Regions from separate parts of the Callithrix jacchus genome. Here region 1 is linked to region 2. A link is a contact called in public Hi-C data. All regions are on one chromosome and are shown on one strand. The core of a region is the stretch at or near the end of the contact, and the rest is flanking DNA. Distances in the headings are between cores, read along the strand shown. Region 1 overlaps LOC128929987 (a long non-coding RNA gene). Region 2 has its middle 110 kb from the start of GALNT15.

Evidence for each region. Hi-C and Micro-C count contacts between places; a contact is called where the count stands out from the background.
Region 1: a contact with region 2 is called in a Hi-C map of skeletal muscle, with 4 times the contacts expected there. The contact joins two enhancer-like sites. A contact is called at or near these places in 2 of 3 Hi-C or Micro-C datasets (both in skeletal muscle).

Annotation. Positions count from the first base shown.
Region 1 is chr17:55,006,598-55,010,190 of calJac240_pri, forward strand. It overlaps LOC128929987 (a long non-coding RNA gene), which reads right to left. Exons shown (of 3, transcript XR_008477420.2): 2 at 413-609. Among named protein-coding and RNA genes, the nearest start is that of DPH3, 29 kb to the right of the region's middle. Within about 2 kb of position 1,769, at least 3 of the 16 cell types and tissues checked have an H3K27ac peak or open chromatin away from gene starts, as enhancers often do. A contact at or near this core is called in skeletal muscle, where this site is marked.
Region 2 is chr17:54,847,660-54,851,198 of calJac240_pri, forward strand. No RefSeq gene overlaps it. Among named protein-coding and RNA genes, the nearest start is that of GALNT15, 110 kb to the right of the region's middle. Within about 2 kb of position 1,887, at least 9 of the 16 cell types and tissues checked have an H3K27ac peak or open chromatin away from gene starts, as enhancers often do. A contact at or near this core is called in skeletal muscle, where this site is marked.

The DNA of each region.
Region 1 (3,593 bases), core at 519-3,018, 160 kb after region 2:
TTTTCCTCATTAATAACGTCTTTCTCTTTACTGAGAAAGCAAGATCGTTCCCAGAAGCCCCCAGCAGACCTCCCATCTGTCTCATTGGCCAGAGCCCTCTAGCAGCAAGGGTGGCTGGCACAGCGGCTAGGAAAGTACCTCAGCAAAGGCGGGAAAAGCTGGGCACATTGCCACCCAGAACTTCATAAAGGTTCTGTGAGCCACAAAGTGGGAGGTGGCTGCTGGATGGCCAGTGGCAGTGCCTGCATTTTGAGATGCCTCCTCTGCCAGGCAGGATTGGGCTCTGCTTCTTTTTTTATTGTTATGGGATGAAAATTGCAGGACACTGAGACAGAGACCTACAAAATCCTGTGCTCACAATTCCTGGATATTATCCATTCAGCTCCTGCCCTCTGCCCAAGTAGGAACCTACTCAGTTTGGGATGTGAGGACAGTGCTACCATCTGGAACTCAGCCGCCGCTGGCGTAATTGGTCAAACCCTCTGGGAAGCTGTGGTGTTCTGATCTCTTTTATCGCACAGCTTCCAACGAAATCTGTGGCCCAGGTGTGACAACCAGTAGAGCTCTTACTTTATCCTTGTCTCCGAGAGTCTGGTTTCTCCTTGCTTTCTAAAAGAAACATAAAAGGCAAGCAAGCATGGTGTGTAAAAATGAAGGGGGCAGGCTTCCCATGGGATATATGATGATTTTCTTCCTTTGGTGTAAACATATGATCTAGGAAGTTGCATGAGAATCTTGCTTAAAACAGTAATGACAGCCTTTTCACCCCATCTGCTTCCCATTAGTGGGAAAAGCCATTACTTGGTAGTATAGAGGGGCCTCTGGATTTTCTCAAGGCTTTACCATAAGGCAGATGCTTAAGACAAAATCCTCCAACCCTTTGGTTCTAATCCTCCCCTTCTTAGTCTATTCAGAAACCACAGAAGGTAACAGGATCTGGCCGAAACTCATGAGGGCTGGGCTGGTAAAGCGAAAACCTTTCGTGTGTGACAAATTTCACTGGCTGTGCTTTAGGGGGTTTGTCAAATAGTTTGCCAAATAGAGTTAAGTTTCTGGATGATGTGTTCACGATGAACAAACCGGATTATAATGCCCTTTCAAGAGTGAGTTCTAGTTCTTAGGATTACTTTGTGAATTTATAAACAGTAAATATTTATTAAATATCTGTTATTTACCAAGGTCACATCTCTAGGGCCTTGTCCAATTTGTTTTCTGAACTAATGGCTTGGATGACTTGATGAGTCACTTATGAATCAGAAAATTGCAAAATATCATCTTCACTGAACTTTATGTCAGCACAGACTCCAACAGAGTTGAATATGTACTCCCTGGTTTCTGGGAAGGCAGAGGTATTTCAAAAACAATTCCAGGAAGGCAATCAAATGCTCCTTTCGATGTGTTTGCCAAGTGGGACAGAAAATAGATCTATATTTGTAAATAACAGTCGTTTCCCAACATTCCCATGGGGATATGCCCAGCATATAGTGATCCTTAAAATATATATTTGTGAAGTAATAATCCACCTATGTTCTGATAATTTCCAAGTGTTTCTCCAGCCTTGACTCCACCCATGAACCTCAGATTCACACTCGCAAGCACCTTCAATCTACACTGGAGCCCAAGTGATCTACCTAAAGCACTCCCCTTCCATAATGTCTTCTACACTCCCCGCCACCTTCAGAACAATGCCCCGCCTCCCCAGCACAGCCTGACTACAAGTTTCTCCCTGACCCTGCCTCCACCCTCTGGACTCACCTGCCACTATTTGCCCTATCTCTGAACAGTGTTTTTGTAGTTCCCAATACAACACTATGCTTTTCCTGGTCTCCGCTCTTACCATGCTGTTCCCTCTGCACAGAATGCCCGTCCTGCCTTTTACCAGCTTCTTCTTACCTATCATGGAAGACTGGGTTTATGCATCATGTCTCTGGAGCCTTAAACCCCTAGGCTGAGTTAATTACTCCGCTTCTGGAGCACTGCATATGGAGCCCTGTCTTAACATGGACCACTTTGTGTTAAAATTATCAAAAAGGTGTTTCCTCCACTAGACTTGAAACAAATTTTGCTTTTATTTTTGCCCAAAGTCCCTAGCATAGTATGTGACTCTTGATAGGTATGTAATACATGCTTGTTGAACTTCAGCTAAAGTGACTGCAACGTCTTTTATGCCTAGACAGAAGCAGAATGAAAGTGGAAAAGAAAAATTACAGAGCTAAAATTCAGACACTTAAGAGGTTTTATTTGAGGTCAAATTTAAGAGGACTTTGTCCTGATCACTTTTTGGCTGGCTTTAGACTCTCCACATATGGCTGTAACAACTGCAGACCTCACATCCTCCCCCGACACTGCTCCAGTTTTCTTTTGCTGCATGACAAACTACCCCTAAACTTAGTGGCTTAACACAGCAACTATTATGGCTCGTGATCTTATGGCTCAGGAGTTTGGGCATGGCTCAACTAGGCAAGTCTTTTGCTTCCTGGGGCTCTAACTGGTGTCACTTGGTGGTGTTAGCTCATGGCTGTTCTTTTCTGGAGGGTACAAAAGAGCTTCTCACATGGCAGGGGCAGCTGGTGGGCTGGACTCACCTGGGCTGTTCCCTCTCCATATAATCTCAAGATCATCTCCATCATCTCTGCGGCAGCTATCTTACACAGTGGTTGAGCATCTCCAGAGACCAAGAGGGAGTCTGCCAATTTTCTTAAAGGCCAGACCTGGGACTGACATAGCATCTCCTCCAGCATCCTCCTTTGCTCAAAGCAATCGCAAGCTAGCCCAGACTCAAGGGGGAGGGAAAGCAGACCCCACCTATCCAAGGGACGAGTAGCAAAAATGTGCAGCTATCCTTCAGCTGCCATGCCCGCAGGCCCAGTGGCTAAGACTGAGTCTATGTCCCAGAATCTCCCGCAAAGCTCTTCTGCTTGCTGTGACTGAACTCACTTGCAGAATGTGCCCCTGAACTAATCTCTGTGACCAGGAGCTTGGGAAATCTTGATTAGAGCTAGAGGTGGAAACAATTCTGGCCAATATTATGGTTAAGAAACTCTGTAGGGGCTGAGTGTGGTGACACATGCCTGTAATCTCAGCATGTTGGGAGGCTGAGACAAGCAGATCTCTTGAGCTCAGGAATTCAAGACCAGCCTGGGCAACATGGCAAAAACCAGTCTCTACAAAAAATAAAAATAAAATAGCTAGGCATCATAGCACATGCCTGTAGTCCCAGCTACTCAGGAGGCTAAGGCAAGATCACTTGAGGCTGGGAGGTCCTGGCTGCAGTGAGCCATGATTGTGCCACTGCACTCCAGCTTGGGTGACAGAGAGAGACCTTGTCTTAAAAAAAAGAAAGAAAGGAAGAAAATTCTGTAAGAAGAGGTGGTGGCAGGGGTTGCTGGGGTGGTATCTTAGTTTCAGGTAACATAAGTGCAGCCTGAACAAGGCCTTGGATGCAGGTGATTTATTTGGGAGTTGATCCCAGGAAGCAGGGATCTCCCAGGAAGTGAGAGGGAAGAGTAAGATAGGGAAGGAAGAAAAGCCAATGTAAGGGTGCTGTGAGCAATGGGGTTTGATTCTTTCTGCTCTGAGATGCCCACAGAACA
Region 2 (3,539 bases), core at 637-3,136:
AGCAGGCCATAAAAAATAAGGATGAAGGGCTGCCCAGTGTGACCACTATCATGCCAGAATTTGTCTGCCATTTACTAGCTTTGTGGTCTTCTCTGTGCCTCAGCTTTTCATCTATGAAATAGTAATAATAAAAGTAACTACTTCCTCCGACTGTTTAGAGGAGTGAACGAGTTAGTGTGTGTCAAGTGCTGGGAACAGTGTCTGGCACATTGTAAGCAGTGTATGCACGTTAGCTTAGTGGTTCCTCTAGGAGGAAGCACCATGCTTACCATCTGCCCGGTATCTCTGACTCCACCACTGTGACGCTTTTGTAATGTGTCAACTTAGCTACTAGAACTACATTTCCCAGAATTCCTTCCCTATATGGTCTAGATAGAATTGCCATATGAAGAATCTGCATGAGATTTGGAAGGTGAATGTGGAGCATCAGCCATCACTGTCTGGAGGTCAGTGTCAGGCACAAGGGGCTGCTGCAGCTTCACTCGTCCTGGACCTGCACAGGACAGCAGCTGGGCCTGCACCTCCTCTCCTCCTTCTGGACCTCCTCCTGTAGCTGCTCTGGCCAGGTATATGTGTCGCTCCATGATGGAGGATCCAGCTTGCAGGTCACCCATGTGGTTGAGATTGAAATGGCAGAAGACAGATAGGGCTTGGAGTTGGTCCCATGGATTTCAGTTGGGCCTCATGGAATCCCGTTTGTCTTCACAGATTTTAGTGCTCCTTGCTTTTCTGCACTTCACGTCCAGCTTTCCATCCAAAAGGCCTGGCCTGCTGACCCATAGCAACTTCAGGATTGGCCCACCAAATGCAGAGGGATCAGCCTAGCACAGACATCTCCACGAGCTCCCACCATGACCCAAGGTCTAATCTCTATTGCAGATCTGTGTTTTTCTACATCACTCATGGTGGTCATTTGGCCCTGATTGAATCTTGGCTGATACATCCCTCACCCCATTACCTTGTGAGCTGGATATAAGACAGTGGTAGCATGGGAAGCTCAGGGTTCTGTGGAACACATTTTGCATTTATCATAACTTTAAGCATTTTGGATCCCAACTACCACCCTTTGCCTTCTCACTATTTTCCCAGAACTTCTCTGTGGGAGGACTTTGAGCAATAAGGAAAGAATATTGACTGCTGAAATCTCCACAGAAAAAATATCCAATTTCTGGCTTCAGCACAGGGGTGGGTGGGGTTAACCACAGATTTGTCATCAGGTTTTAAAATCAAAGCAGTAAGATTTTCCTAAAAATAAATGAAGAAGAAAAAAAGAATTCTATTTACCTCAATATTGCTGTTTTCACAATATCTGAGAACAAGTTGTACAGAGTAATACAAATGCTAAGAAGGTGGGTCCGAATGAAATACAGAATTCATAAGAGGATGTTGTTACTCAGAGGAAAGGCAGCCCAGTGTGCTTCGAGATGGTATTGCAGCAATGAAAACAAGCTCAATGTTCATGTCAGATAAACATGAGTCACAGCTCTGGAAGGTTAGCAAGTGACTCATCTTCAGGACTGGGCACTTAGTGAAGACAACTGTTTACCTCAGCCCTGCGGTTGTGGACACAAACATTCTTTTCTTCCCTTGTGACTGGGTCACTGGGAGATGCTGGTGCAGCCACGTGCATCGGCACCCCAGCTTCCACCACACAGACGCTCACCTCTCCTGCCCCATGATGCCTTCCACTCTCTGCTCTCAGCCTTTCACTGTCCTTAGGGGTGGAAATTCTCTAAAATCAATGGGTTTCCTGGTAAATGGGGGAGAAAATACTTCAGAGCCTCTCCTTGCAAGGAGGGGCCATTGTTAGGAACTTTTGGGCTGACATGCTGTGGCTGAGTCCAGGGGGCAACAAAGAACAGACCAGTTTCAAACTTGGTCAGCTAGCCAAAAAAAAAAAAGGAGCTAAAGGGAGTGTAGAGACTCTGGTGGAGGCAGGGCAGAGCCAGAGTCAGGGAGAGGATCCTCCCCTGTCAGTGGGTGGTAGTGAGGACTGGAGTCAGGGCCACAGCAAGGTCAGGGATGGAGGAATGGAGGAGAATTCATGCAGGAGAAGCTTGGCTGGAGCTGTAGTGAATCAGAGGGGGCATCACCAGCAGGGCTCTGGCTAGTTGCACTATTGTCCTTTTCTGCCTTGTCTGAGTTGTTTTGTTACCAGAACCCAGAGTGTCTACTGCTGTAGCCATAGAGGCTGACTGCTCAGGAAGCAGGGTGGCAGTGGAGGCATGTCATCCGGAGAAACACACATCCTTGCACCAGGACACATGAACAACAATGTCCACAGCGGCATTGCTCATAACAGCTCCAAGTGAGAAATAGCCAAATGACATCAGCCTCGGAGGTGCTGAATTTATAAGTAAGCTGGCTGTTTATACAGTGGAATAAATACTATCTTCATTTCCTAGGGCTGTCATAACAAATTAGTGCAAACCAGTGGCTTAAAATAACAGAAATTTATCATTTCACAATTGAGGAGGCTAGAAGGCTCAAATCAAGGTGTGAGGAGGTTGTTTCCTTCTGGAGGCTCTCAGGGAGAACCTGCTCCATGCCTGTCTCCCAGCTTCTGGTCTTTGCCAGCAATCCTTGGCATCCCCTGGCTTGTAGCTGTCATCACTCCCATCTCTGCCCCCCTCTTCACATGGTGTTCTCCTTGTTTTCTCTCAGTGTCTTCACATGAACATCTTATAAGGACAACAGTCACTAGACTTAGGGCCCACCCTAATCCAGTATGAGTCATTTTAACTGATTACATCTGCAAAGGTCCAAATGAGGACCAAATGAGGTTTCCAAATGAGGTCACATTCTGAGGTTCTATGTGAATGTGAATTTTTGGGGGGACACTATGCAACCAGTGCAAATACTATACAACCATGAAAATGAATGAACTACAGCTGCATGCAGCAACATGGTGAAACACAGACATGATATTCAGGAACAAAAGTTAGGTGCCAAAGAGTGTGTACTGTGGTGTTACACTAGGCGATTCAAAGTCAGGGAGAGTTAAACTGTAGTGCTTAGGAATGCATACTTTGTGATACACAGGATATATGTATCATAATGAAAAGCAGGTAAATGATTCCCATAAAAGGCAGGATAGGGGTTACCTTTAGGAGGGAAAGGAGTATGAGAGGGGTTCCTGGGATGCTGGAATGTTCTCTTTCTTCACATGGCTGGTGGTTGCAAGAGTGTTCATTTTTTGATATTTCATGAAGCGGTTTTATTTTCTGTACCTGCTATTTTTCACAATAGAGCAAGGGGGTGACAGGTAACCTGCAGTTCCGGGTTCTGGCACCAGTTACTGAGTTTTGGGTAAGTTGTCTCCCTGGACCTCGGTTTCCTCATCCATAAAATGAGGAGGCTGGAGACAATGCTCTCCAAGCTCATTAAAATATAACTCATTTAATTCTCCAGGCATTTCTCAAAGAGAGGAGGACCCCCCTCTCTTTGTAAACATTATGTTTACAAAAAAGGAAACTCTTGAGAGAGTCACCGTAACTTAGTTAGACTTTGAAACCAGAAGAACCTGGAGTTAAGAGGTA